6 separate regions of the Mus musculus genome follow, and all the other regions are linked to region 5. A link is a contact called in public ChIA-PET, HiChIP or PLAC-seq and promoter capture Hi-C data. All regions are on one chromosome and are shown on one strand. The core of a region is the stretch at or near the end of the contact, and the rest is flanking DNA. Distances in the headings are between cores, read along the strand shown. Region 1 holds the start of Zc3h3 (zinc finger CCCH type containing 3). Region 2 holds the start of Cyhr1 (cysteine and histidine rich 1). Region 3 holds the start of Slc39a4 (solute carrier family 39 (zinc transporter), member 4). Region 4 holds the start of Gsdmd (gasdermin D). Region 5 holds the start of Exosc4 (exosome component 4). Region 6 holds the start of Ccdc166 (coiled-coil domain containing 166).

Region 1 (4,935 bases), core at 292-2,791, 490 kb before region 5:
CCACAGGCTGATTCACAAGGGAGTATTTCTTGCGCCACGAAGGGCCATGGTGTGAGGAGAAGCCCCTCCGACTTGGACGGGAGTAGCGGGCGCCAAAGGTCCTGCCACCCGGGAACATGGGTGGCTGCCACCGAGTAGCTGATGAGTTGCCCAGGGCAGGGCCATTGCCGTGGAGTGTTTTATAGTCATCAATTAGACCTGAGAAGGCAGAATCACACGCTCAGTTACCTAGGAGATGTGAATAAAAACAGCACCAATCAAGACTACTACCCCTACCCTAATACTCCAGACCTGCTCGCCTTGCTGACTTGAGAGCAGTCCTAAGTGACTGGAAACCATGTAAAGTTCAGTCCAAATCTCTAGGCTTGTCAATTCTGTGAGCACTTCTCCATCACTATTAGTATTTGGCTTGCTTATCCTGAAGATGGCAGCTTTTGTGGTATGACTGCTTCTACCCCCTGGCCTATGAGATCTACAATGTTCTGAGAGCAAGTGTCACTCCCTATACCAAAAAAAAAAAAACAAAAAAAACAAAAAACAAAAAACAAAAAAAACCAAAAAAAAAAACAAAAAAACAAAAAAAAACAGTCAGGGACCAGAAACCTGTGGTGCCTGGGTAAGAACTGGACAAGTCTTCCACTGAGGCCCTGTAGTTTACCCACTCACGGGGAAAATTGCAGGACTGCACCATAGTGCATAACTGTCTTCTCAGAACTGACGCTTCTCTAACCCAGTACGTGACAGACAGAAATAAAAAACAAAAAAACAAAAACACAATGATGACCCAACAGCTAACTAACATCATCTCCTACAGAAAAACACCTGATACCACCACCACAAGGATTTTCCAATGAAGTGACTCATGGAGCCCTGGAAGAAGAGTGAAGGAACGCCAGCAGGCTCGCTGGATCCCCAATAACCAAACACACACACACACAGGGCCTGCCTCGACCCTCGAATCCTGCCAGACACCTCCGGTCGGGTGTTAGGGAAACGCACGAAGTAGTCTCAAATAGGAAGGCCACTTGGACTCTCCTTAGGACATGCTTTTGTGGGGGAAACTTTGAAAACGATATGAACGCTTATAAAGACCAACTTGAGTCTAAACATTTGAAGCTGAAGCTGGTGCCTGGGTAGTCAGCCCTGAGTACGTGGGGGCTGTGCCTGAATCGAGCCAAAGGCACTCAACGGCAGCGGAAGAGAAACGCTTCCGAGCCAGCCGAACCTGGAAGTCGGCTGCCGCGACCACTCGCTGGTAAGACCACCGTGCTATCATCTCCTGACAGCCCCTTGGAGGCCCGGCCCGCTCCCTCGCCCCGAAGCCTGGCGGGTCTGTCACGCGAGGGCCGAACCCGACTCGGCCGCTCCGATGCCCACCCATGACGACCATCGGGAGACCGCAACCGACAGCACTCGCTTCGGAGAGGGTCTACGGCGATCACAAGAAACAAGGGAACACACGGCCCGACCGCAGCCAGCTCACCCTGCAGGAGGCGTATCTGCCGCCGCAGCTGCTCCTTTTCCTCCATCTCCGGAGTCCGCGACGCCTAGCCAGACCCCCTCGACGTCATCGCCGCGCGACTGGTCCCCGCAGGCGGGGAGGAGAGAACGCCGAACTTCACTATGCGTGGACACGGGGTTGGAAGGCACCGTCGCCCCGGCAACCCTGGAAGGACGCATGCGCAGAACGAGAAAAATCCGTCATCTTGAAGCGCCCGGAAGTGGCCCGCAATCTGGCTTCTGCACCAATTCCTGCGCATCATTTCCACCGCTGGGGGTTCCTCGGAAGACTTGGAGGAGATAGGTTGCTAACAGTTTCCCCTAGACCCAGGAATTCCTTTTATCAATTTATTTGTTTGAGACAGGATGTATTTCTGGCTGGAGAGAAACATAACTGGGGAACTCGCTATGTAGACTAGGCTGGCCTCGAACTTACGGAAGTTCTCTTTCCTCTGCCTCCGGACCTGGAATCAAAGGGATGCCATTTTAACGCCTTTGCTGCCGCAGCAGCACGAGAACAGCGAAAAGGAATCGGAGGCAATTTTTTTTTTCGGATGATTACAGGTGTTAAGAAAATTCTTGAGGGCATTTAGTAGGAAAGGCTGCAACCTCTAGAAAATACTGAAAAAAAAAAAAAACTCACGGTAGTTACCACGTGATCAGACAGTCCCACGTCTAGGTGTATAACCAACGCGTAGAAAACACCGATTCTAACATATTTGTATGTCATTATTTATAATAGCTAACCCGAATGACTGTTTACATGGAAATGGGATATTATCCAGTGATTTGTTTTGTTAGAGACAGAATCTCGCTATGTACCTCTGTCTGTCCTGGAATTCCCTATGTAGACCAGGCTGGCCTGGAACTCTCAGAAATCTGCCTGCCTCTGCCACCCAAGTGCTGCAATTAAGAGTGTGCCACTATGTAGGAATGTGCAGTATCTTTGGAGCCCTAAGGCCTCAAGTCCGGCCAAGCCTCTACCAGTGAGCTACATCTGCATAGTCTACTGTTACGCCTGAAAAAGAAGTTCTAGAAGCTGGGTTTGATAGTGAATACCTGTAAGACAAGCATTAAGAAGTGAGGGTAGGGGCTGGTGAGATGGCTCAGTGGGTAAGAGCACCCGACTGCTCTTCCGAAGGTCCGGAGTTCAAATCCCAGCAACCACATGGTGGCTCACAACCATCTGTAACAAGATCTGACTCCCTCTTCTGTAGTGTCTGAAGACAGCTACAGTGTACTTACTTACATATAATAAATAAATAAATCTTTAAAAAAAAAAAAAGAAGAAGTGAGGGTAGATAGCCGGGCAGGCCGGGCAGTGATGGGACACACATTTAATCCTAGCATTCTAGAGACAGGCAGGTGCTCTGGAGGCAAAGGCAGGAGGATCTCTGAGTTCAAGGCCAGCATAATCTACAGAGAAAGTTCCAGGACAGCCAAGTTAGGCACTGAAGGAGTTGAAAAACAAAAGGTTGGTGATAATGTCATAAGACAAGGTGCCCATGTCCCAGCTCCAGCAAGCAGCAGAACTCAGCAGCTTCGGGCATGTGGCTCTGGCTTTAGAGTCAAGAATAGAAGGGACTACTGGGGCAATTGATGCTGTTTAGCTGGAGCTAAGAAATTAGTGGTGATTATGAAGAGACCAGCATCACTGAGGTGAAATCTTCTGGGAAGTATTTTCTAAAAGCAGAAAGAAGCTGTGTTCTAGAAATAGCCGGGGATGTACCTCATGCTGGAAGCCAGACTTGGTAATGTATAAGAATCACCCAAGTGGTACTAGTTTTGAAGGCGTAAAGTGTTATGGAGAGCAGCTTAGCTTGGCACTGTGAGATGCCAGGGAAGGCCATTGGTGAAAGTGCAGCTTGAGTTGCAGTTGATGGCCCAGGCCTGAGGGATCATGCAAAGAAGTTAAGGTCAGGTACCTTAAAGGGAGCCTATGAGAGGCTATTGACGACGCCTAATTGCAGTGAGAAATCCCAGCGTATTAGAGATGCCAGCACCGCACCATGGGATGACCACCAGGAACAGCAGCAGCAGTGGAATGGAGTCAACCAGAGCCTAGAGTGCTACAGAAGGCAGAGCTGGAGAAATGACAGGTCCCTTTGGAGGAACCCCGAAAATCGTGTGGATCCCAGACATTGAAACAAGAAACTATAAACATTGAAGTTGCTTTGGAGACCCTAAAATATTCCAGAGGCCAGAGTTATGTGATACCTGGTAAGGAAATCTGCTAATAGGGAGTGGAACCCACCAAAGAGAATTGTCAATTAAGCATAAATGAATTGAAATCAGACATGGAGATGCAGAGTTTGGAGTTTCCAGCTGGCATTTGGTCTTGCTTTTGTTCAGGATTTCCTCACTCTGATGTTTTGGAATGGTAATGTATATCCTGTGACTTTGGAAGTATGTGATCTGCTTTTTGATCTTGATTTATAAGAGATTACAGTTAAGTGTTTAGATGAATCTTAGAAGAGACTTTGAACTTTGGACTTTTAACATTGCTGAGACTAGGCTATGGGACTTTTGAAGTAAGACTAAATGTATTTTGCACTATACTATGGCTAGGTGTGGCCCCCATAGACTCAAGTGTTTGACCTAGCCTATGGGGGTCAGGGAGTGGAATGTGATAGTTTGAATATGCTTGGCCCAGGGAGTGGCACTACTAGGAGGTGAGGCCTTGCTGGTGTAGGTGTGACCTTGTTAGAAGAAGTGAGTCACTGTGGGGGAGGGCTTTAAGACCTTCCTCCTTGTTGCCAGGAAACAGTCTGCCCCTGGCTTCCTTTGGGTGAAGACAATAGGACTCTCAGCTCCTCTAGTACCATGCCTGCCTGGACACTGCCATACTTTCTGCCATGATAATACTGTGTAAGCCAGCCCCAATTAAATGTTGTCCTTTATAGGAGTTGCCTTAGTCATGGTGTCTTTTCACAGCAGTGGAAACCCTAAGACTCAGACTTCTGCAACTCTTCAACCTTCAGAATTCTGAGAGAAGCCAGCACCAGCCAGCAGCTCAGGGGAGAGGGAGACCTATTGCTTCCTGCTTAGCTGTGACTCTGTGATGAGCTATAAACTCACCTCATACTGAAAATGAACCATAACAGTTCATTTCTTACACATCTACCACGGACCTTCACAATAAGTAAAAGTAAAGGAAATTTCTTCAGGTTGACTATGGGAACTCAGTTCTGCAGTAATAAAAAAGTACAGGGAGTGGAAATGTGCTAGTTAAATGTAAACATCTTACTCGAAAACATATCTTCAGCAAAACAAAGTTTATGTATAAAGGGATGTATAAAATGTATAATGTAAAAATGTATATATTAACTCAGTGGTACAGATGCTTCCCATCCAACCTAATGACCTCAGTGTGACCCCTAGAATCTACTCGGCGGAAGGAGAAAACTGAGTCCTTAAAGAAGTCATCTGGCCGAA
Region 2 (4,947 bases), core at 2,102-4,601, 330 kb after region 5:
GTAGGTCAGGACTTAAGCTGCAACATTACAGGCTGGGGCTCCCTCAGAGAAGTCACTTCCATGTGCAGTTACTGACTGGCTACATTGTCTGCTGGCCTCATGAATACATCTAGAACAGGGGGCCAGCACAAGCCGCCTGTCCATCTGCCCAGTCTGGACTAGCCAGAAGTTCTTGTGTCAGTTTGCCTCTGGCCTTCATGCCATCTACCAGGCACCTGCCATAGTGGCTGCCTGACTTTAGAAGGGTCCTCCCTAGACTCAGGAAGGTGGCTTCACACCTTGTTGGGCCAGTTGCCCAGGATATACCTAACACCCACACAGAGAACATCAAAGCATGCACCTGTTGTAGCAGGTGACACAGGCCCCAGGGATAAGAACTACTTGGTTGACGGCCTTGGTCAGACAACCTGAATAAATTTCCTAGTCTGGGATATGTCAGTGGGTGAGTATGGCCCATGGGAATTGGCCCTGCAGGTCCAAAGGCTGTCTCAGGCCCAGGTGGACGAGCCCGCATACACAGGCTGAATCTGTTCTTGTCTGCCTCCAAGAGGTTCTCTGGCTTCACAGGTGGCATATGGATAACACTCTCAAGTTACCATGCACCTAGCCAACCTCAGCAGCCCGTAGCTTCCCCCCAAGCCCAGTGCCAGACGTAGCATGGTTACCCACTTCTTATCACCCCAGCAGAGCCAAGAGTCAGCCCCCAGAATGCACAGCATGGCTGGTGCCACCTGGAGCTAAGTGTTCTGCTGAGGTCAGGCAAATGTTGCCAGCAACAGCTGAAGGTGGCAACTACGGAGACAGCCCATCAACACGGGATAGACAGGAAAGCTAGCAGAAGATAGAAGAGCTGAGCGCAGGCAGAGGTGATGACCCACACTAGATCACTACCAGGGATAGTCTGTGCTCGGATCCTGAGAAGACCAGGAAAGAAGCCTGGGGAGGCCTGCCTGGTACCTTAGTAAGACAGCAACAGGACCCTCCAGGCAGGGCTGTACGGCACATGTAAGGAGACTGCCATGAAGTGTTTCTGGCAGCATTCCTAGACACCAGGACGTTCCCTTCCTTATTCTTCTTGCTGCACTCCCATTTTACATGCTATCTGTGGACAGTCAAAGTTCCAGCATTTGCCCAAGACTCTTCCAAAATGACATATTCTAGAGGACTCTCCCAGTCCTTAGGACAGGGAAGCATCTAGGTATCTACCCTGGCAGAAGGGAGGTGCGAAGGAGGCTAGTGGCAGGGCTTGGAGATCAATGTCAATGCACACAGCTCATCTCAGAGAACCTGGCAGCCTTCCCCCTGGGTCAGGATCTGGGAAGGCAGCCCCTCCACTCACTTCATCTAGTACATCCCTCAGCTGCCTGACTTCAGATGCCCAACCCAGAGCAACAACTAACACAGTGTGTAGACTGGTTTGAACCAGCTAGTCTCATTAGCCACTTTGGGCAGAAGCAGAACTGTGGCTCTCTGTGTAGACCAGGAGCCAATGCCATGTGGCCTACCATCATGCCAGGACCAACTGGGAAACCCCTGAATTCCTTGGGACCCCCTTCCATTGGCCTGTCTTGCTGGATTCTCACGAAATCCTAGGAAAGGAAGAACTCCCCCCACTAAGAAGGGCCGAGAAGCCAAGACAAGAAAAAGGCTAGCTGTGAGCAGGTTCTGATGGCCCCTAAAATGAGAGGTAAATACCGGTGCTAGAATCAGCAGCTGTGGGAAACTTGTCTCCAGTTCGCCCGGCCTAACACCTAGGAGGGTGACTGCCCCATCCAGGTCATCAGGATCACCCCACACCACCTCAAAACCACAAGCCAAGGCAGAAAGAACACGGAGATCCAAAGGAGAGGGAAACGGCTACACAGACTAGACCTCTACTGGCCCTCAGCCAGGTCTTCTGTGTAAAGAAAAGCAGGGAAACAGGCCCCACCAGCCACTTTTAGCTCCTGAAAGTACAAAGAAAGCTGACAAGAGACTCTGCTCTGTTTTTCAAAGAGGCTGGGAACTGAGGCAGAAAGACCAGGGGAAGGTGGACAGACATTTCCCACTGAACCAGAGGTCTGCTCTCTTTTACCTGGAAGAGGACATGTTAGACCCACACAGACCAGGACTCTGAGACTGACTGGCATGCTGGGTCTTCAAGTGGGAAGGCAGGACAAAGTTCCTGGATACTGGCAACCTTGGAAGCCAGCTTGGTATGGGTGAGGTGGCCCCGAATAGAAATACTGGCTAGGCTGGGGCAGGAGAAAGTACCCTGACAGTAAAGTTTGTTGCGGATTGCTTCCTCCAGATCAGAACTGAGAAGGGATGAGAGGCCCTCCTTTCTTCCAGGTCTTCAGAAGGACACAGGACTGACTCCCCAGGGCACAAAAGAAGATTTACTTAGTTGTTCAGATATGGAAGGACACTTTTGGGGGTGTGGCTGCCAGAATTGGAGCCCTGTCTCCAGGAAAGAAGTTTCTTCACCCAGGGGTCTAGAAGTGAGGGACAGTATTGATGAGCAGTAGAAAAGGGTGGGTACCTGTTCACAGATCTCTACATGGTCAGCTGAAAAGAATGTGGAATCTATCAAGGAGGCACCCTGGAGGAACCAGAAGGTGAAGAGATCTACGGAGGAGAATGGAAATTCAGACTGGGGAGTAAAGGGTACCATCGAACACAGAAAATGAGATTCAGAGCAAGAAAGGATAAGGAGCCTCGAGAGACAGGAGCGGGGTTTCGTAGACCTGGAAGGTGGATGTTTGGATAGGAAGGATTCCCGGCCACCGGCCACAGGCCTCCAGGCAACGCGGCGCCGGGCCGGGCCGGCGGCCCTACCTGGTACACGGAAGCCTTGGGCAGGTCCAGGCACACGGTGCAGCACAGCACCGAGTAGAGACGCTCCTCCAGCTTTCCACTGCCCGCTGCCACTGCCGCCGCCGCCGCCTCGGCTGCCTCGGCCGCCCGCAGCCGCTTCTTGGGCGGCGCGTCGGGGTCGCCGGCCGCCTCTTGCAGCTGCCGAGCGCCGGCCAGGGCCGCCTCGTCCGGGATCCCGGGCCCCGCCGCCTCGCCCAGAGCCGCCGCAGCCGGCCCCGCGGCAGCCCCAGGCCCGGCCCCTACCCCGACCCCGGCCGGCACGGCACCCGCGGGCCCTGCAGCCGGGCCACCCCCGCCGGCCTCCTCGGCGCCGGACATCACGGCCGGCCGGCCCGGCGGGCGGGTGCCGGCGCGCTCGCCGGCTGGAAGTTAGGGTCGCCGCGCGCCCTTGCCGGCTTCTCACTGCCGCGGCGACCCCGCAGCCTGCCCACCGTGCAGCTGCCTCAGTGGGCCTGGCCCGCCCGTCGGCCCGCAGCCGCCCCGGCCACCAACCCCGGCGCGGCCGCCATCTTTGTTTTCGCTGCGGACCCCCCCCCCACGCCACCGCCCCCTCGCCCTCCTGATCACGTGGGCCTCGCGCAAGCCAATGGAAGCGCCGCGAGGGCCAAGACGACGCGGCGGCCACCTCCAATGGACGAGCGAGGACGCCAGAGAGCCCACCCACCCTCGAAGGTGAACAGAAGGGGGTGGGGTCCAGGAGGGGATCCGGAGAAGGGCGGGGGGTGGGGGGATTTGGGGAGTCCGCCCTTGGAGAGGTACCATCAGCTTCGGGGTCTGGAGAGGCCCCCAGACTTCAGACTCCTCGAGAGTGCAAAGCGCCCCTAAGCCTCCCATGTCGCGCTCGCGCGCGGGGGGTGGGGGGGGATGCCTGTGCCAATGTGTACAGAAATTCGGGCTTGTGTGTGCAAGGCTCTGGCCTAGCTGACCGGAGTATTAGAGCAGGATCTTGAAAAACGCACCTACCACCACTCTTGCGCGACGGTATAAAGGTCAACAAGATGCAAGTACAGGAACAGCGAAGGATTATTGGGTTCACTCCCTAACCCACCTCTTTCGTCCCAACCTCAGAGTTGGAGAAAGAAAGAGTTGGAGTAGAAGAAAGAAAGAGTTGGAATAGAAGAAAGAGGGGGTTTTAAGTTATAAGGTATGTCTTGCACAGACAAGAGGGTGTCAAACAGGTAGTAATCAAGTCAGTCCAGAGAGATGTGCAATTTCTGGGAATCGCTGAGGGTATAGCACTCTTCTGCCCTTTATGAAAACAGCCATCAGTTTGTGAAGGTCATTGCCCCAGAGGGCCACCTGCCAGGTCCACCAAGGATATATGCAAATTTACTGTGTCCCAGGAAACCAAGGCCCAAAACTCTCTTCTCACGGGAAGTTGGTTTTTTTTTTTCTCTTTTCTTTTTTAAAAATGTTTTTCTTTCTTCTTTTTCTTTTCTTTCTTTCTTTTTTTGATACAGGGTCTCACTATATGTTGCACTGGCCATTCTGGAACTCACTATGTAGGCCAGCCTGGCCACCCACAACTCACAGAGATCTGCTTGTCTCTGCCTCCCAACTGGAATTAAAGACCTGCACCACCATGCCTGGCACTCTGGGGGTTCTCTTGGCAAGTCTACCAGGATGCCAAAGTGAATAATACCTTCTGCTACTTACAGCCCATCCCCCACTCCTTTACTCAGGGAAATCACCTTACAGGCCTTAGGAAGCTAGCTCAAGAATAAACAAATTCCATACTCCTGTATATTCCTTACGTTTATTGGAAATCAGGTCTCTGACTCACAACCATGTTCCTCCCAGGCCCCAAGTGTCCTGAAGACCTGTTGTTAGCATTCTGGTTTAGGTAAACTTCCACACATGCATGACTAGAGAAGGGATAGCACCCAAGCTCTGCCCATTAGTAAAATTATAACAGGCTCTACATGTGGGCAGGTAGGAGGCATAGTAGTACCTGGCACAGAAGCCCCAATCAGTGCTACAATCACTCCCACTGCAGGCGCTGTGTGTGCAGGGCCCTGCAATAGGCCCAACTACCTGCAGCCAGGGCCCAACGACAGACATCCTCCTTTGGCAGCAGTAGCAGCCTGTCTT
Region 3 (4,949 bases), core at 477-2,976, 290 kb after region 5:
GACATGATCCAGCAAGGCAGTCAAGACCAGGCCGGCGCTTTTGGAAACCCCTGCTGCCTCAGCCTCCTCCAGCAGTTGGGGAAGATCTACACAGGTCTGTAAAAGAGATTGTCTTCAACTCTGCCCTCAGTATTGGCTTCAGGAGTCCACCTCACTGCCTGGGTCTCCCATCAACTCCCAACCTCCTCAAGTTCATTCTCTCTCTCTCTCTCTCTCTCTCTCTCTCTCTCTCTCTCTCTCTCTCTCTTTCTTTCTTTCTTTCGAGACAGGGTTTCTCTGTATAGCCCTGGCTGTCCTGAACTCACTTTGTAGACCAGGCTGGCCTTGAACTCAGAAATCCATCTGCCTCTGCCTCCCCAGTGCTGGGATTAAAGGCGTGTTCCACCACTGCCCGGCTCCAACCTCCTCAAGTTACTTCCCAGATTTCACAGAAGACATCAGCCTATGTCCCTAAACCAGCTACCTATACCATAAACCTAGGCTGCCCCAGCTAGTCACACCCTTCACTGTGGCCTATGACCTTGGCCCCAGAGCTCTCCTGACTGTCATTTCCCCCAAAGGGTTCCCCCAGACTCCCGCAGACCCCGTTCTACCAACTGTGCACAAGACTGATTCCCACCTAAGTACCTCCAATGAGGCTGCACGTGGGACATCTCCCTTGTTGGGGCAGCCTCCCTTCCATGGCACTAAGGTCCTTGTCATTATCCCCCAAAAGCTGTCTGGGCCCTCACCTTCTCCCCGGTGGGTTGGCTGGCAGCATGGGCCTCAATCTTCTGCAGTAGCTGGCTCAGACCCAGGGTCATGGCCTCTGGACTCTCCAGTGTGGCCAGGTAATCGTCCACATGGGAGGCCAAGAGGCCAGCTTGGATGTCCTTGCATGTTTTCTCTGGGTTGTTAAGGTAGAGGGCAGCAGCAGCACTAAGGTAAATAATGTGTCTGGACTCCAGGACTGATTCTGGGGCAGGCTGTGGCTTGTCAGGTTTGCCTAGAGCCAAGACATTCTCCACAGACAGACACTGTGGGCAAACAGACAGGATCTGAGCTAGACTAAGCCTACCAGGCATAGCCTACAGGCATGGATTCTATCAGCTATCTTATGTCATGTTCTGCCCCTTGTAGTTAGCTTGACTAGGAGCCTACACAAAGGGGTCCCCAGCAATTACTCCCCCATCCTGAAGGTGAGAGTGGTCACTGTGAGTCACCACAAATTTGATAGCCTGGGGGAATGGAGCTGTGTGTCCCAGGATGGAGGCCCAGGCCTGTATAAGCCCCCCAGAAACGGAAGGGAGGCTCCAGCCTGCCAGCAGGTGCAGACACCAGCCTCCAGACCCGCCTCCTGGAGTTTGCCCAGATCTCTTTAGTGCCTGCCACAGGGTGGAGCGGGCAGGAAGGGGCCGGGGCTGGGGGACCCATCGGGTGGGGGTGTTACCTTTTCACACGGCCCGTCGGTGCAGTGCACACGGGCCACCAGCGTATTTAACAGGCCGTCCAGTTCCAGGCGATCCAGAGCACCCTGGCCCAAGGCGAGCAGGCTGAGCAGGTTCCTGGGCCGGGCCACTGCCACTGTGCCCACCAGCAGAGCCAACACAAGTCCCTGTGTGACCGACTTTGGGAGCATCACGCCTCAGGCCCCCAAAAGCGTTCCTTGTAGAGGTGCTGACTTCTGGGCTAGCTGGAGACAGCTGGGACTGTCCGGGGCCAGACTGGAGCTGGGTTCAACTTGCCTTGGCCCTAGCTCCAAGACCTCTCCCAGATATTTCCTACAGGGCTCTGTGATTGGCTGCTGGGTTAGCCATTCCAGTGGCAGATCCTCCCCGAAAGCCTGGGGAGAAAGAGCTGGTGCCTCCTGGGGCTGGAGCTAAAGGTGGGTCCCTGTCCTTAGGTGGGCGGCTTGAACCTGTCACACCCTGAACTGCCAGTCAGGGCTTCCTCTGTTCCCTGAAGAGCCCAGATCACCCTCGCCTGTTACCTTGCCACTGGACCAGAAGCTAGGGGGATTAAAGGTTTGAGCGCGTAGATGTTATCAAGTCAAACATGGGCGTTCTATTTGACATTTTCAGGAGAGCTCTTAGGCTTCCCTCCACCCTTCACCAGCTGCCTCTCAGCCCAAGCAGCTTAGACAAATTCCAAATCTTGTAGCCTGGGTGAGGGTGGGGGTGCTGCTCTTGGCTCCTGAGCTAAGGCCGCTGGGTCCAATATGGGCTACAATGGGAGATTTCTGCAGGGTACTTGCTGCGTCATGCTCCCCCACCCCCAGCCCTCGGGGAAAATCCCCAGGAAATGGCTAAAGCCCCAACCTAGACAAACAGGAAACAAAGATGTGACTTTGGTCCTAGCCAACTTTTGGGGCTTGGAAGAGTTCGAGTTGAGCAGTAGGAGTTTGAGGCCCTGTTGTGAGCGCTAAAGCCTGAGCATAAGAAGAAGGAGGTAGGGCTGGGGCCCCCAGCTGTGCCCCTCCCCCATTGAGCCTTCCAGCCTTTGACCCCTGAGCCTTATCTCTATCCAGGTGGCAGGCTGAAGGAGGGGTTGGAATCTCCAGGAACTGACAATTCCCGGGTCACAAGGCATTTTGGCCTTCTGGAAGAGGGCTTTGGGTAGCCCCAGAGGCACTGTGGCCTTCTTCCACTCAAGTTCACACCAGTCCTGACCCTAGCCCTCTGGGGTGTGGCTGAGTATGAACCTAATGCCTAACGAACTCTGTCCCCTAGTATTCTGGAGGGTAGGGCAGGGTGGAGAAAGAATCTAGCTGAGTATCCTTGAGCTCACGGGTCAACTGCTTCAGACCTGTTCCGAACATACACATGTCAATGTTTCTTATGGCTAGCATCCTTGCAATGCAGCATCCTTGCTGGTCCTATGGAAGAACTATGACTGGGAACTGGGAGAGCCAACCTGAGAGCATTCCCTACATGGAGCTCTGAAGATGCCATATACCCAAACTGCCTTTCTTATTTCTTTTCATTGCTGGGCAGCTGAGAGCTAAGACTAGGTTGATTTTCTTTCCCTGTATCCCCTAGGGAGAAGTCTTTGTGTAGGCCTGGCTGTTCTGGCTTCCCTAGATCTCTCCCTCAAAGGAGGGACCTGCCTGAGCTCGGAAAGGCAGAACAGCCAGCCCTCGTGCAGCTAACACTGCCTCTCCTGCTCATTCCCAGCCAGCTCACTGCATAGGTGAGTGTGTGTGTGTGTGTGTGTGTGTGTGTGTGTGTGTGTGTGGTGTGGTGTGTGTGTGTGTGTGTAAAGAAGCTTGCCAAGGATTCACGGTGGTAGAAGGAAAAAATGCAGCTCCAGAAAGCTGTTCTTTCACCTCTATTGTATGCCGCAACAATTGTTCCCTCGGGCCAAAAAAAAAAAAAAAAAAAAAAAGTCAAATGGTGAACTTCAGCACCCGGGAACTGGAGTTACTACTTGTGAAGGTTTCGCTTGGGTAGATGAAGGTGTGGAAAGGACAATACAATGGCTGAACTCAGTGCCACTGAAATGTGGTCCAAGTGGCAACTTCTGTGTGTTATCACAGTACAAAATTAAAATAGAGCAAAACAGTGCTCCCTGGTTAGTGATTCCCTAGGACTCCTGCAAGACTTAATTCAGTGGCTACAGATAATAAGAAAAGAAGTAGAATCCAGGTATCACGGTGAATACCCCTAATCCCAGCACTCCGGAGTCAGAGGCAGGCATATTTATCTCTTTGAGTTAGAGGTCAGCCTGGTCCCTATAAGCAAGTTTGGGGCTAGGCAGATCCTATCTTAGAAAACAAAAGTGAGGTTGGTTGGAGCAGGCCTGTTCTGGGCGTGGTGGCAAACACCTGTGACTCCATCACTGGAGAAGCAGAATCAGGATTGGGTTTGAGGCCAGTGTGGGTGACATAGTGAGACCATCTCAAAAAATCCAAAGGGGCTGGAGAGATGGCTCAGCAGTTACAAGGGCTGACTCTTCTTCTAGAGGACCTGGGTTCTGAGCATCCATATAATAGCTCAAAACTACCTGTTGGAGGCAAAGGCAGGCGGATTTCTGAGTTCAAGGCCAGCCTGGTCTACAGAGTGAGTTCCAGGACAGCCGGGGCTACACAGAAAAACCCTGTCTCGAAGAAAAAAAAAACCTACCTGTAACTATAATTTCAGGGGATCCAAGGCCTTCTCTGGTTTCTATGTCACCAATCATGCGTGTGGTAGGCAGATAGATATACATGGAGGCAAAATATTCATATGCATGATTTTTTTTTTACAGTTTCTTTTGTTTTGTTTTGTTTTTCTTTTTTTTTTTTTTTTTTGTTTTTTTTTTTTTTGTTTTTTTTTGTTTTGTTTTGTTTTTCGAGACAGGGAGACAGGGTTTCTCTGTATAGCCTTGGCTTCCTGGAACTCACTCGTGTAGACCAGGCTGGCCTTGAACTCAGAAATCTGCCTGCCTCTGCCTCCCAAGTGCTGGGATTAAAGGCATGCGCCACCACTGCCTGGACCATATGCATGATTTAAAAAAAAAAACAAAAATAAGCAAGAGCTTTGAAGGTCGCTCAGTGGCAAAGCGTTTGTCTAGCAACCCGCACAGGCCTTGGGTTGAGTAACCTTGTAGGGTTGAATGTCGCATGACAGAGTCATGGTGTCTAACTCAGCACAGGACAGCAGGGGAGGTGCTCTGGACTGAATTCACAGAGCCTGTCAACTGCCTAGAGCTCTCAGGGGCTGCTAGGAAGGTGTTCCCAGTAGGCAAGGAGGCAGCCACGTAGGTTGCCAGATGCCAGCCATTCCAGTGGCTGTGAGGACTCACCTGGTCCCTATAGTCCTTGAGGCTTGTTTAGGAGGCATGTGAAAGGCTTTAGAACTCTCTCGGAATCCGGCCCACCCACAATGGGCGTGCCTCCAAGAAGCAGAGCCCTCTGTGTCATCCTGAGGACTTCCTCAGACCTTCATGTATGCTATTGTAGAGTTCTGTTCAACTTGTCTTTCCAGCCACCA
Region 4 (4,360 bases), core at 1,477-3,976, 470 kb before region 5:
TACACACACACACACACACACACACACACAGAGAGAGAGAGAGAGAGAGAGAGAGAGAGAGAACAAGTCTTTAATGTAAAAGCCTAGAAGCAGCAGAATGGAGTACCTCACGAAGGGATAAAGGGCTCCATTGCCAAGACATCTCTGATCTCTGCCCTGGGTATCTCTAGCCAGATCCAAGGTCACAAGGCTTGCATTAGCAGGTGAGCAGAGCTTGGTTTACATCCCCTTTCCCCAAGGCAGGAAGGATGCTGATCCCTCAGGAAGAGAGAAGGCAAAGAAGAAAAGCCCCCTATGCCTAGAGCCAACAACCCCAGAACTTTTCACTTCAGATTACTTTTAAAGTACCGAAAAACGTGAACAAGGAATTGCATCAGCCAAGCTCCCATCTGGAGCAGTGCCCAATCTTCATCATGGAAGCATCACGTGTATGGGCCCCTCCGAAAGCGAGAGCCTACAAATCCCTTAGAGTCAGAATATGAATGAGCTTGAGTTCTGGGGTCCCAGTAGAGATCAGCTCGGTCTAGCAATATGTCCAAATGAAACGTTGGACTGCAAACATCCCTGAAGAGATGAGAGATGTCAATGAAGGGACCCGGCAGTAGCCTGTTTCCACCATGGCCAAGCCTGAGAGAGGGGACACTCTCAAGAGCCTTACATTAAGCTCAAGCCACACTGTTCCAATCCACAGCCTAAGAGAGGCCTTCGAGGGCTGATTATAAGCAACCATGTGCTGGAGGTTAAGTCCACAGCACCTGATACCAAAACACTATGGCCCTGAGGAGCCTGTAGCTGGGTTGAATGCTTCTACTAAACTCCAGATTTATTTAAAACTTTTTTTCTTTATTTTTATTTTATGCTTTGTCTCCTAGTATGTCCCTCTCTGTGTGTAAGGCCCTATGTGTGTGTAGTGCCCACGAAGGCCAGAAGGACTCACTGGATCCTCTGGAACTTGGTCACCAGCTACCATATGAGTGTTAGGAACTGATCTTGAATCCTCTGTAAGACTGCATATGCCCTTAACTGCGGGGCCATCAGACTGCACATGCTCTTAACTGCAGGGCCATCTCTATAGCCCCCCAGGAGTCCAGAGCTTTTTAAGTAAATGTCGTTATTGAGAAGCAATTCATATATCATACACTCGAGCCATTTAAAAGTGCATAATTCTGTGAGTCTAGTATATTCAAACATGTACAGGCAGGGTGGCTCATGCCTTTAATCCCAGCATTCACGAGGCAGAGGCAGGTAAATCTCTGTGAGTCCCAAGATAGTCTTGTTTATTTATTGAGCTTCAGGCTAGCAGGGGATACATAAAGAGACCCTGTCTCAAAGTTAAATTAAATAAACAAATGCATACATAAATAAACTCGTGTGGCTACTGCCCACACCCCAGGACACTGGCAACCATGAACAGTTGGCTTACTTGGGGGATTTCATACAAAATGGCTTGCACAGTGATGTGTCATTTTTTTGTTTGTTTGTTTGTTTGGTTGGTTGGTTGGTTGGTTGGCTTGGATTAGTTTTGGTCTGGCTTCTTCCGCTTGTGGCCGTGTTTTCAGGGTTTATCCACATTCTGCAATGTGTCTTATAGGTGTACTCAAGCTTCTCAGTAGCCATGCAAGCGCCCTATTGAGGGTTGGTGACAGAGCTTGGTCATAGGGGGCTTTCTTGCCTAGTGTGTGCAGGGCCCAGAACTGGACAAAATTTTAATCTATGTATGAATTGATTGTCATTCAGGTCACTTGAGGGTTATCTGCTTGACTCTTTAAAATGTTACCATGGAAACTGGAGAGATGGTGCAGGGGTTAAGAGCACTTGCTGCTCTTACAGAGGACGGGGACTCAAGTCCTGGCACCCACATATGGTGCACTTGCATATATGCAGACAAAACACTCCCACACGTGGGATATAAGTTTTTAAAATCTCAAGAGGAAAATTTAAACTCTACAGCAAACATTGGTGTAGGCATATCTGTTTGACCTTCTGTTTGCTGTATGAGAAACACTTCACCATTGATAGCCACAACCCCAAGATGACCTCTTGCTTTGGATATGCACCTACAAGTCCAATTGCTAGGTCACCTGGTAACTCTACATTCACCCGTTTGAAAAATTGTGGATGTATTCTAGAGCAGCTCTGTTTTCAATTTCCTGTCTGCAAGGACCATGGGGTTTGCTTTACTGCTATTTACTTAGGATGTCAGCCAGCAGAGTAGCTTTGATGCTATCTAGTTTTGATTTGCATTTTCCTGATAACTAATGGTGTGCTTGCTGGCAACTGGTTCAGTTGTGTATTCCTAGAGAAGTCCATTCAGATCTTTTACTATGGCCCAGGTGTTTAAGAAAGAATAAGTGAAGCCTGGTGGTGGTGGCGCACGCCTTTGATCCCAGCACTTGGGAGGCAGAGGCAGGTGGATTTCTGAGTTCGAGGCCAGCGTGGTCTACAGAGTGAGTTCCAGGACAGCCAGAGCTACACAGAGAAACCCTGTCTCGAAAAAAAAAAACCAAAGGGGGGCGGGGTGGGGGGGAAGCGCTGCGAACTTGGAGGAACCCGAACTAGAAGAAAGCGAAGCTCCCGGATCGCAGGGAATTCCCGAAGCCCAGGCGGGCTCCGGGGAGGAGGAGGAGGAGGAGGCTAGGGCAGGCTGCGCAGCTGTTCCGGGAGGGAGGGCTCCTTGAAAGCACCGCGCCCGCTACGTCGGGCTGAAGCTTTACGGTTTCACTTTTGTGTCCTGCCGCCTGAGTTCCGCTCTTGGTCGTGGCTCCCGTTGCTCCCGGGTTGAGCAGACAATAGACCCCTCCCCGGCATCCCAGCAGGTCCTCGCTTCGCTTGGTGGACCCAGATACCTCGGCAGGGGTGAAAAATCGAGGTGAGCCACCCTGCTACCCAGCTCTTCCAGAGCCCAGCCGCCCCTCCTCTATCTAGTGTGGTCTACGCTATGGCCTGGATGCTTGCTTGTTGAGTTGGGGATTTAGCCCTTCCCAGAAGCCCCACTATACCTTGAAGACAGTTTGAAGGGGCCCTAGCAGCTAGGGTCTACCCTCTATGGAGGTCACCCACTAGTGATACAGTGGGACAAGCCTGGTTTGGACTTGACACTGGGGCGGGAAGAGGGGACCGAGTGGGGGGAGGGGAAGGAGGGGGGACTCTCTAGGCTTCTGGGATGATTCCTTGACCCATAAGTCCCTCCCTGATCACCAAGGGCCTTCCTGCCTCACTCTCCACCGTTAGCCCAGAGACCCAGTTTCCTAGGTGTAGAGTTGTTCCTCCACAGTGCCCAGGTTGTCTGTCCCAGGCCTGTTTTGGCCTCTGACCCATGAAAGTTCAATCAGGTCAGGTAGCTCACAGAGCTGTACATGAGAGCCCTGGAGGAAACCACTGAGCCCTGGAACACTGGCTTTGCTGTGGGCTCCTGTGCTAAATCCCTTAGAAGTGGGGGCTTGTGTTCCTTCCCCAGCCTTGGCCCTCAGCCAGGGAGAGCAACAAGGTATCTTAGACTTTAGCAATTGGCCAAAGGCTATGCACAGTAATTAATGATGTAGATAGTATAGACCTACTACAGACTACCTCCTCCTCCTCCTCCCCCTCCCCCTCCCCCTCCCCCTCCTCCTCTTCCTCCTAAGTGCTGTGGCCCCAAGGAGAGACAGATAGGCGAGCCACGGAGTGAATCGTGTCTGTGTTGTGTTGGTCGGGCAGGAATGTGCCAGGACTAACAAGGCAAGGCTACTTTGAAGGGATGGGGTTCCTGAGTGCTGGAGGAACTAAGTACGGAGCCCTGCCGTCTGCCCCCAGGACCATGCCATCGGCCTTTGAGAAAGTGGTCAAGAATGTGATCAAGGAGGTAAGCGGCAGCAGAGGCGATCTCATTCCGGTGGACAGCCTGCGGAACTCCACCAGCTTCAGGCCCTACTGCCTTCTGAACAGGAAATTTTCAAGCTCAAGGTTCTGGAAACCCCGTTATTCATGTGTCAACCTGTCAATCAAGGACATCCTGGAGCCCAGTGCTCCAGAACCAGGTATCTTCTTTCCCATCTTGATCCCCCAAGATTGAACAGAAGGGAATGGGCAAAGCCCAGCCTGCCATCTAACTGGGCATGTTCAACTCTACTCCTCTGGTCCTATTTCCAGAGTAGGGAGGTTTTTTTTTTTAATTAATTAATTTATTTATTTATTTTACGTATGTGAATACACTGTAGTTGGACAGATGGTTGTGAGCAATCATGCAGTTGCTGGGAATTGAACTCAGGACCTCTGTTCCCTCCAGCCCTACTTGCTCTAGCCCAAAGATTTATTTATTATATGTAAGTACATTGTAACTGTCTTTAGACACACCAGAAGAGGGCGTCAGATCTCATTACAG
Region 5 (4,571 bases), core at 939-3,438:
AGCCATTATACACAGTACACTGTGAGCAGCCATGTTGTAAGTGTTAGGGTTGGGGTCTGTGTGGTAGACCATTTCTCCAACCTATCTGCTTTTCTTGAGGTTAAATGTTGACAGACCTCTCATGGAGCTGGGGGGGGGTGTCCCCAGCACTGGTTGCATATGTCTTGGGATGTTCAACCTTGGGACTCATCCACCCTCTCTTCTCGGTATTCTATACACTAAGCTCACTGCTTTAATTTTTTAATTTTGGGTAGTGACATACATTTCCTTAGGCACTAAATGGACTGGATGACGGGGGGGGGGGGGGCGGCAGGTGAAAAGGGTAAAGCTCCCTGCTAATGACAATGGTCACTATGAGACAGATACAAGGAGAGGTGCTGGGGTAGGAATGGTGTGTCTCTCTTCTTCTTTCTGTTGTACTGGACTGACATGAAAGGTTAGAATATACTAAGCTAGAATTGTAAGAGTAACAAGACAGGTAGGTGACAGTCCCTCTGCCTCCCTAAACAGTCTCTTTTGGGACAGAGAGCTGATAAAAAGCTGCTATGACCCTGTAATACTCAGAGTTCTTTCCCTCCCCAGACACAAGACAGCTTTGAATTACTGCTAGACATTATTTTTACATTTTATTTATCTGGGGAAATGACAGGGGTGCCTGCCATGGTGTAGGCATGGAGGCCATTAGACCACAACTTCTGTGAGGAGGACGAGGAGGAAGAAGAGGAATAGGAGGAAGAGTTCTGTTCACATATGGGTCCTGGTGGTTTTGTTTGTTTATGCATTGGGGTTTTTTTGTTTTTGTTTTTCTGGGTTTTTATTTGTTTTGTTTTGTTTTTGTTTTTTTGTTTGGTTTTGTTTTTTGTGTGAGACTGTATTTCTCTGTGTAGTCCAGGAACTCTCTGTAGAGCAGGCTGGCCTGGAACTCAGAGATCTGCCTGCTCCCACCTTCTGAGTGCTAGGATTAAAGGCTTGAGCCGCTCCAGCTGGCTGGTGTGATGTTCTAACTCTCCTAACTCTTCAGAACTGAATGCGCCTTCCCTCCAGGACACCTGTGTTGTTCTATGTCACACTCATCTCTCCAGAGCATACTCCTTTGAATATTCTTGCCCACAAGGGTGCATCGTTGCTGTCTGTGACAGCGGTGCCCTAACTCTCCTAATAAGGCCCACCTGAAGAGTAATTTCAGCTCAGTGTTCTTTCTGTGAATCTATCTTTTATCTATAACAACAACAACAAAACCTGAGGACTGTTGATTTCATATTCCGAGTGAAAACACTCCAAAAAAGTGTATACTAAATGACCCAATCCTTAAAAATAAATCAGAATTCCGGGCTGGTGAGATGGCTCAGTGGATAAGAGCACTGACTGCTCTTCCAAAGAAAGGTCCTGAGTTCAAATCCCAGAAACCACATGGTGGCTCACAACCACCCGTAATGAGATCTGACGCCCTCTTCTGGTTTCTGAAGACAGCTACAGTGTACTTAGATATAACAATAAATAAACATCTAAAAACACACTTTAAAAATAATCAGAAAAAAAAATCAGAATTTCAAGCCCTACTATACAGATGCATATATACAACTGCAGGCCCTTTGTGTTTGTATTCAAGTGATAGAGAAACTTATTGGGCAAGGTAAGGGAGGGAAACTTATGGATTTAACCAAGGAAATGAAAAAAGGAAAAAAAAACAAACAAACAAACTAAGCCACAGAGATAATAATCATGTGTAACAAACAACTGTGCTTAGCTAAACTGACCACGGTAAAAACCACGCGGGCAGAGGACCAGGTTTGATTCCGCAGCACTCACACAGTGGCTCACAGCTGCCTGTAGTTCCTGATCCATGGGATCTGACGCCCTCTTCTAACTTCCACAGCACTAAGCACACATGTGACGAATAGACATACAAGCAAGTAAACACTCATACAATAAAAATAGATATACAATTAAAAAAAATAAGACCAAAAAATGTCTCTGCTCGGGCCAGCATCTCCAACAAACCAAAGACGTCCGGAAGCCAGTCTTCTTGGCGTACCTACTCCAACAACCCGGGAGAAGCACAAAAACCCGTTCGCCTCGGGCCTTCCGTTTCCCGGAACTGAAAGGCTTAAGTCGAACATTCAGAAAGCCGGGGATGCCACAAGCCGCAGTTCCCTTTGACCGGAAAGCGACTAGGCTACCGGAAGCTATAGTTCACCGAGACTGAAAAGGAAACGTACCGACGGAAGTCGTAGTCCTGAAGGTCCAGGTCGAGCTGTCGGAGGCGGAGTCAGGACTGTACATCATGGCCGGGCTGGAGCTCCTGTCCGATCAGGGTTACCGGATAGACGGTCGCCGCGCGGGGGAGCTGCGCAAGATCCAGGCGCGGATGGGCGTGTTTGCGCAGGCCGATGGCTCGGCTTACATCGAGCAGGGCAACACCAAGGCACTGGCGGTGGTCTACGGGCCGCACGAGGCGAGTAAGCGGCGGGGACCGGGGGCTCCTGGCCGCACATCAAGGGAGGAGACCTAAGTCGTACGGCTTAACTCCTGAGCCCATGCAGCAGTATACTACAATCCCATCTGAGTCCCTGTGGGCCTCCCGGCAGAAAGCATCTCACACAGGTTGTCCCAACGTGTTGTAGCGGGGATGATGTGAGAACCTGGCTTCTTTTGACTTCATCTTACGAGCTCTTTCTCTTGGCCGACTTCCATTTCAGTCCTCTTTGTGTTGCATCCTCTAAGCAGTGAATATAATTATGCCCTGAGTTCTCAGGAAAATTGCGTCCCTAACATGGCCCTCAAATTTGTGTGTTAGGCCCCGTGAGGTACTGAGAATATCGGTTTCTTTAAGAACCCAGTTATGTTATGTGATTATGTTTTTGTTTTGATCCCACGTGTGGGGTATGGAGCTGCTTCAGATTGCCCTCAGCCACTATGATTTGTCTCATGCAGGGACCGGGGGCTTGTGATCCCACCTCGAGGGAATATACCTGTGTCTTACAGCTTAAGTCCTCCGTCTCAGTGGGCCCTCTGCTTAGCCTTTTTTTTTTTTTTTTTTTTTTCTCACGGGCTGCCCGCTTCATCTCTGAGGTGCCTCAGCCAGCCTGGCGAAGCTCCACTCACTCCCTGTTCCTTCAGCTCATTCTTCCCACATCTTGTCAGGAAAAGGCCTCTCAGGCTATTTCTGCACCTACTACATCGATTTTCCTGGGTCTTCCACCTTGCTTGTTTCTCTACGGGAACATAAACTCCTAAAACAAGGACATTAAATTATCTGCCTTTATTGCTGTGTCGCAGTGCTGTAGCAAGGCTGGCAAATGTGCACATTTTAAGGTTTGCTAGCATATGGAGCTCGGCTTTCTAGGTGGATGATCAGGTATAGAACACATGAGGGAAGACTTGGTAGGGAGAGGGACAGTAGATCAAATAGAGTTGAGGAGTTACCAAGGAGGTGAGGACCCAGGGCTTTGAAAGTCAGGGAAATTGAGATTTTTTTTCTTTTACATTACTGTAATGGGAAGCTTCTGGAAGGTAAGTAAAATATTAGTGTGTGGGTTACACAGTCAAACCAGATGTTTGTAATCATGGTGGCCACAATGGGAATAATTTGGGAGGAAATGGAGAAACTGAAGAACAAAGAGTTGGCTGCTAAAGGTGACAATGCTTTGGCTTAGGTTGAGAAGTAGCCCCCCCCCCCCACTCAGCTATGATTTGGAACCAGAGTAGCTGGGGTTTTGTTTGTTTGTTTTAGCACTTTAGAAAGAGGAGGAGGAAGGTTGAGCCATCGAGTGCGTCCCAGGAGGTAGGCAGGCCTGGCTCATTCATTCTTTTTCCTCTAGATCCGGGGCTCCCGGTCTCGAGCCCTGCCTGACCGGGCTCTAGTGAACTGTCAGTACAGTTCAGCCACCTTCAGCACAGGTGAGCGCAAGCGAAGGCCTCATGGAGACCGGAAGTCTTGTGAGATGGGGCTGCAGCTACGACAGACCTTCGAGGCAGCCATCCTCACACAGCTGCACCCCCGCTCTCAGATCGACATCTACGTGCAGGTGAGCTACCTGCACCGTCAAACCCCTCCCCCGGGGGCGGAGCTTAAAGCTATGTGGGCTGTCTGAGATGCTGCAGGATGCGGATGTCAGTCCATCAGATGTCTTGATGCCCCCTGTAGGTGCTGCAAGCAGATGGTGGGACCTACGCAGCATGTGTGAATGCAGCCACGCTAGCAGTGATGGATGCTGGGATACCTATGCGGGACTTTGTATGCGCATGTTCAGCTGGCTTTGTGGATGGCACAGCACTAGCGGACCTCAGCCACGTGGAGGAAGCAGCTGGAGGGCCCCAGCTCGCCCTGGCCCTGCTGCCCGCCTCCGGCCAGATCGCACTGCTTGAGATGGACTCGAGGCTGCACGAAGACCACTTGGAGCAGGTGCTAGAGGCTGCTGCCCAGGCGGCCCGAGGTGTGCACACTCTGCTGGACCTTGTCGTCCGACAGCACGTGCAGGAGGCCTCTGTCTCACTGGGGGACTGAGTGGCAACCACCCCTTTCCAGAATAAAGGCCTGTTCTTCTCCCGAGTACACCTTACTGTACAGC
Region 6 (4,619 bases), core at 238-2,737, 350 kb before region 5:
TCTTCAGCGTTTTCTGCCTCCTCCAACTGTGGGCTGAGAGGGGCCTGATCTTCCAACAGGGCTGTGGGAAGCTTGGAACTGGACTTTGCAGGTGTGTCAATTTCTGGAGAGACCTCACGCAAGGAGGGCTGTGGAGAGATCCGAGAGCCCTCGCGCGACCGCAAGGTACCAGAGGTCATGGATGGAACCCTGGAGCCCTTGCGTGACGGGGTCGCGGATGAGACACGCGAGTCCTTGCGTGATGGAGTCAGAGATGAGACTCGAGATCCTGGATGTGATGGACTCCGGAGAGCAATCACTGACCCAGCCTTCTGAGATAGGCCCGGAAGAGACTCACTGGACAATATAGATGGAGTCTTGGAGGGTCGGTGTGACAGATCCATGGATTGGCCCCGGGAGGTTGGAACTGACTGGGGCGTAGCCTGGGCTTTTAAAACGTGACTGGTTGACCCGATGCGCAAGCTGGGTTGGAGGCTTTGGGGTGGCTGCCAGAGCGGTGGCCCCCCGGGGCCCCTTTGCAACCAGCCGTGCATTTGCTCCAGGTTCTTCAAGTCCACATGCTCCCGGCGCAGCTGCTCCCGCTGCTCTAGCAGCTGCTGTCGCATGTCCTGCAGTAACTGGGTCCTCTGGAGAAGTCTCATGAGTTCTTGTCGGAGATACCCGTTGTCCGCCTTGAGGGCCTGTGCGTGGGAAATGAGGGAACGTGCGGCCTCCCGCTCGGAGCGGCGCGTCAGGGACTGCACTTGCAGCCGCGCCTCCCGCTCGAAAGCCGTCTTCTCATCTAGGAAGCGTCGCTTCACCCCGTGGAGGAGCTGCGTGTGCTCCACGCGCATGTGCAGCAGCTCGCGCTCCAGGGTCCGGATTCGCGCCAGCTGCTCCAGCTGCAGCTCCTACATGGGGTGGGGTGAGGGTTGGGGAGCAGGGGGCGCCGATCAGCGCACCGGTAGGGAGCGCGCCCATCCCTCTGGAGCCCGCCCGGTCCTCGGGGGGCGCGCGCACTGGCCTTGTAGGGCTGGAGCTCCTGCACCCGCTGCGTCATGTTTTCCGCGCGCTTCTTCATTTCCTGCAGCTGAGCGCGCACCCCGTCCTCACGGCCGTGGTAGAAGGACGCTAGCTCCGCTCGCTGCCACCGGATCTGCGCCAGATCCATGCGGTTCTGGTCTTCGACGCGCACGACGGCGTTGGCGCAGCGCAGAGCGTGCGCGCTCACGTAACCGACATAAAGCCGGTTCTCTTCGCGCAGGCGCTGCGCCTCTCTGTTCAGGAACTCGTTGTCCTGCAGCACCTCGTCGATCCGCTGCTCACAGGCCACCAGGCTTTCTGAGAGCAACGCGTACTCGCGCTGTAGGTACTGCGCGCGCTCCGAGAGCGGTTGCTCTGTAGTTTCCTGCTTGCGCCCCGCGTTTTGTCCGCGCTTCTTCTTGGGCGCCATGGCTTGAGGCCCAAGCCAACTGGACTCATGAGAGCGCTGTGCTCCACCCGCTCCCCCAGCTCAGTTACTCTCCCTTCTTAACCCGAAAATTCTGGAGAACTGCACCCTAGGTTCAAGGGTGTGTCTTCTGATTATGAGGTTCAGAGCAGGCAGGATTAAGGATCAGAGAGCACCGTGGCCAATCTGTATATAAGCGTTCCCTCCAGACCACAGCTTTCGCATCCTGGTGCGTAGCTCTAGGAATGTTGATGTCCAGCTTGAACAACCTCTATGGAGACAGAACTTGGTTGCAGTGCCTCGACCTCATCCCATTCTGTTGCTCTGGCAACGGCTTGACTCAATCATTCATTCCCTAAGGTTTCTTATATCCTTGCATGATTCTTCAGTTACAGTGTCGCAGGTCAGGCAGAACTTCAGCTTCAAGACACTGAACTAACTTCCAAGTGCCCAGCCTCCACTCACCCGGGTCTTAGTGCTCTTGCTTTCACTCCACTAGCTGCGCTTCAGGCCCCACAGCATAAGGGGACTCTCACCGACGCTCCCTCCTCTATCCAGCTTTGAGCGAGCTCTCCCCCTTTCCTTGTGAAGTCTTCATGCTCTCAGGATGAAGCCTCCCCACAACATTTGTTTATTTGTGGAGACAGAGTTTCCCTGTGTAACAAAGCTCAGGTTGTCCTGGACTCGCTTTGTAGACCAGACTGGCTTCAAACTCGCAGACATCAGCCTGCCTTTGCCTCCGGAGTGCTGGGATTAAAGGCATTCACCACCACGCTCAGCTCCACACAGCATTTCTAAGGGGACGCTTGGCATCTAAAGCCTTGATGGAATGCTACTACCTTTCAGATAAAATGCACGATGAACAACGGTCTTCATTTCATAATCCAAGCGCTGGAGACTCGGTAGCCAAACCAAAGGGAAACTTTATTTTACAGCCTTGCTAAGTCTGCGCAACCTATTGAAAGGGCAAAAGTAGCTAGTCTGCAAGTTTGGCTCAAAACAGTGATATATATATATATATATACACACACACACACCTATATATCCCCCCCCCCCTCCGAATTCCTCATTGGCTAGGTTCTTCAGGGAGGTAAAATTTTCCCTACTTCTCTGATTGGCATAGAAACTTTCCCATCCTTCTGGGGTTCAAAATCTCCCCCCCTTTCCATTTACATGGGCTCAGTCCCTTAGTAGATCTGTGATAAATTTAAAAGGGCCCACGTAGGAAGGTGCCAGATGCAAGCTAGAGAAGCCAGGGACCTAGTGCTTCCTGCTTGTCTGTGGGCCATTAATGAGTGCTAAGTGCCCCTCAGGTTAAAAATGGACTCTTTTGCCCACTTTTTATTTTTATTTTTTGGCCAGTGCACTTTTCCACGAGGCCCATCCATTCTACCTTCTTAGCTTTCTTTGCCCGTAAGCCAGACATCTAGAGGATACAAGGGGTCCATCGGGGATTTAATGTCTCCCTTTTTGCTATGAGCTCTATACGGACAGTGTCTTTACAGGATTCAATCTTGATCAGAAAACATCAGCAGTGTGCCGGTTTGCTAGTGGATACCGGAGGTGACAACCATTCAGTGGGGGGTGCGGGCTCAGCAGAGTGGCAGCAAATAAACCACGGGCTTGTGTTGACTCTGTACAGGGACGTCACCATCACCCTGCCAAGCAAAAGGGCAGCAGCCAAGATCACCTAGAAGTACTCTCGAACACAACGCCCAAAGTGTTTGTAGTGTTTGACCAATCACAGATCTAGGAGGCAAAAGAGACCTTTGACATGATCAGCGAGGCTGGGCAGTGGTGGTACATGCTTTTAATCCTGGCACTCAGGAGGCAGAGGCAGGAGGATGTTTGAGTTTGAGGCCTGCCTGGTCTACAGAGTTGAGTTCCAGGACACCTAAGGCTATGTGCAGAGATCCCTACCTCAGAGAGGAGGAGAGAAAAAAAAAAAAAGACACAATCAACTAGAACCAAATTGGCTTCCTAAACAAGGAAGAATTGAGAATTGCACTGTCTATTTGCCTCACTGGGGAAAAACCCAGTTGGAGGAAACCTGGGTGCCATGCAATGCCAGGCTCCATCAGTGTCACCGTGTTCCTCAGTATATTTGGGGAGATGTCACCCGGCAGCAGATCCTGAGGATGTCACTAGGAATGCTTTTGGTAGCTTAGATGAAGAAGCAGCAGGGCCAGAAAGACTACCATAGAGAGCTGCTGATATCCCCCATGTGACTGTATACAGAGGAGGAAGTGAGTGAGCTATACAGAGAGGCCCTTGTTCACAAAAGTAGATTTCAGCTACATGGAGTTTACACACAGCTTTCAAGAGGGAGCAAAAGACAAAGATGACTGGCTTCCAGATCGGCAGACAGACAAACATTCCTGCTGCCCCCTGGGGTGTTTCTGAAAGTTTTGTCCTTACCATTATAACTGTTTTTTGCCTTCCTCGTTTTGTATTCTTAACTGTTTGGGGACACATGTGAAGGTTTGATCCTGTAATCTTAGCACTTGAAAGGTGGTGGCAGGGTGATCAAGGAGCTAAAAGCTAGCCTGGGCTACATAAGACCCTGTCTTTAAAAAAAATGTGTAAGTAACTCGGTGGTAGTGGCACAAGCCTTTAATCCCAGTACTGGAGAGACAGAGGCAAGTAGATCTCTGAGTTTGAAGCCAGCCTGGTCTCCAGAGCAAGTTCTAGGACATCCAGATTTGAACAGAGAAACCCTGTCTCAAAATAATAATAATAGTGATAATAATAAAGCATAAGTAAAAATAAAATGATACTAAGCATGATATAGGTATGGCTCCCATAGACCCCTGTGTTTAGTTAGAAGATGTGGTTTTGTTGGAGAAAGTATGTCAATGCTGAGGCTGGCTCTGAGGTCTATGCTGAAGCTCTGCCCAGTGTGGCACAACCATCTGTATCTTTCTGCTGCCTGTGGATCAAGATCTAGAACTCTCACCTCCATCTCCAGCACCATGTCTGTCTACACACTCCCTTGATGGTAATGGACTGAACTTCTGGACCTGTAAGCCAGCCCCAATGAAATGTTGTCCTTTATAAGACTTGCTTTGGTCATGGTGTCTATTCACAGCAGTAAAACCCTAACTAAGACACTAAGTTTAGGTTCTGGTGAGATGGCTCAAAAGGTTACGGCACTTGCCACCTAGTCTCATGGCCAGACTTTAGTAATTGA

Evidence for each region. Promoter capture Hi-C pulls out the DNA fragments that hold promoters and counts their contacts. ChIA-PET counts read pairs in DNA pulled down with a chosen protein or histone mark. HiChIP or PLAC-seq counts read pairs in DNA pulled down with a chosen protein or histone mark.
Region 1: an HNF4G HiChIP or PLAC-seq map of pancreatic cancer cells shows a contact between it and region 5. The contact joins the promoter of Zc3h3 here to the promoter of Exosc4 in region 5. A contact is called at or near these places in 2 of 39 promoter capture datasets (the C10 cell line and hippocampal neurons) and 1 of 115 datasets of contacts at active chromatin or transcription factors (pancreatic cancer cells).
Region 2: an HNF4G HiChIP or PLAC-seq map of pancreatic cancer cells shows a contact between it and region 5. The contact joins the promoter of Cyhr1 here to the promoter of Exosc4 in region 5. A contact is called at or near these places in 1 of 484 Hi-C or Micro-C datasets (B cells), 5 of 115 datasets of contacts at active chromatin or transcription factors (the 230-238 cell line, the SCID.adh cell line, bone marrow-derived macrophages and 2 more) and 2 of 9 other capture datasets (liver and pancreatic islet).
Region 3: a contact with region 5 is called in an RNA polymerase II ChIA-PET map of effector CD8 T cells, with 43 read pairs. The contact joins the promoter of Slc39a4 here to the promoter of Exosc4 in region 5. A contact is called at or near these places in 5 of 39 promoter capture datasets (the C10 cell line, cranial neural crest, erythroid cells and 2 more), 2 of 484 Hi-C or Micro-C datasets (forebrain and spermatogonial stem cells), 3 of 115 datasets of contacts at active chromatin or transcription factors (effector CD8 T cells, embryonic stem cells and pancreatic cancer cells) and 3 of 9 other capture datasets (adipose tissue, liver and pancreatic islet).
Region 4: a contact with region 5 is called in a FOXA1 HiChIP or PLAC-seq map of pancreatic cancer cells. The contact joins the promoter of Gsdmd here to the promoter of Exosc4 in region 5. A contact is called at or near these places in 1 of 115 datasets of contacts at active chromatin or transcription factors (pancreatic cancer cells) and 1 of 9 other capture datasets (pancreatic islet).
Region 6: a promoter capture Hi-C map of hippocampal neurons shows a contact between it and region 5, with 5 times the contacts expected there. The contact joins the promoter of Ccdc166 here to the promoter of Exosc4 in region 5. A contact is called at or near these places in 7 of 39 promoter capture datasets (cranial neural crest, embryonic stem cells, hippocampal neurons and 3 more), 2 of 484 Hi-C or Micro-C datasets (both in embryonic stem cells), 5 of 115 datasets of contacts at active chromatin or transcription factors (bone marrow-derived macrophages, effector CD8 T cells, embryonic stem cells and 2 more) and 2 of 9 other capture datasets (adipose tissue and liver).

Annotation. Positions count from the first base shown.
Region 1 is chr15:75,840,367-75,845,301 of GRCm38.p6, forward strand. It overlaps Zc3h3 (zinc finger CCCH type containing 3), which reads right to left and starts at 1,542. Exons shown (of 12, transcript NM_172121.1): 1 at 1,484-1,542; 2 at 1-198. The coding sequence starts at 1,529. Gm34851 (a long non-coding RNA gene) reads left to right here and starts at 3,139. Exons shown (of 2, transcript XR_384203.2): 1 at 3,139-3,720; 2 at 4,435-4,804.
Region 2 is chr15:76,653,543-76,658,489 of GRCm38.p6, forward strand. Cyhr1 (cysteine and histidine rich 1) reads right to left here and starts at 3,352. Exons shown (of 4, transcript NM_001357882.1): 1 at 2,818-3,352. The coding sequence starts at 3,174.
Region 3 is chr15:76,615,144-76,620,092 of GRCm38.p6, forward strand. Slc39a4 (solute carrier family 39 (zinc transporter), member 4) reads right to left here and starts at 1,727. Exons shown (of 12, transcript NM_028064.3): 1 at 1,430-1,727; 2 at 732-1,016; 3 at 1-96. The coding sequence starts at 1,618.
Region 4 is chr15:75,859,613-75,863,972 of GRCm38.p6, forward strand. It overlaps Gsdmd (gasdermin D), which reads left to right and starts at 2,727. Exons shown (of 11, transcript NM_026960.4): 1 at 2,727-2,869; 2 at 3,793-4,016. The coding sequence starts at 3,797.
Region 5 is chr15:76,325,209-76,329,779 of GRCm38.p6, forward strand. Exosc4 (exosome component 4) reads left to right here and starts at 2,189. Exons shown (of 3, transcript NM_175399.4): 1 at 2,189-2,455; 2 at 3,822-4,028; 3 at 4,148-4,571. The coding sequence starts at 2,285. The coding sequence ends at 4,507. It also overlaps a transcript of Oplah not described here.
Region 6 is chr15:75,980,798-75,985,416 of GRCm38.p6, forward strand. Ccdc166 (coiled-coil domain containing 166) reads right to left here and starts at 1,488. Exons shown (of 2, transcript NM_146059.2): 1 at 1,004-1,488; 2 at 1-890. The coding sequence starts at 1,432.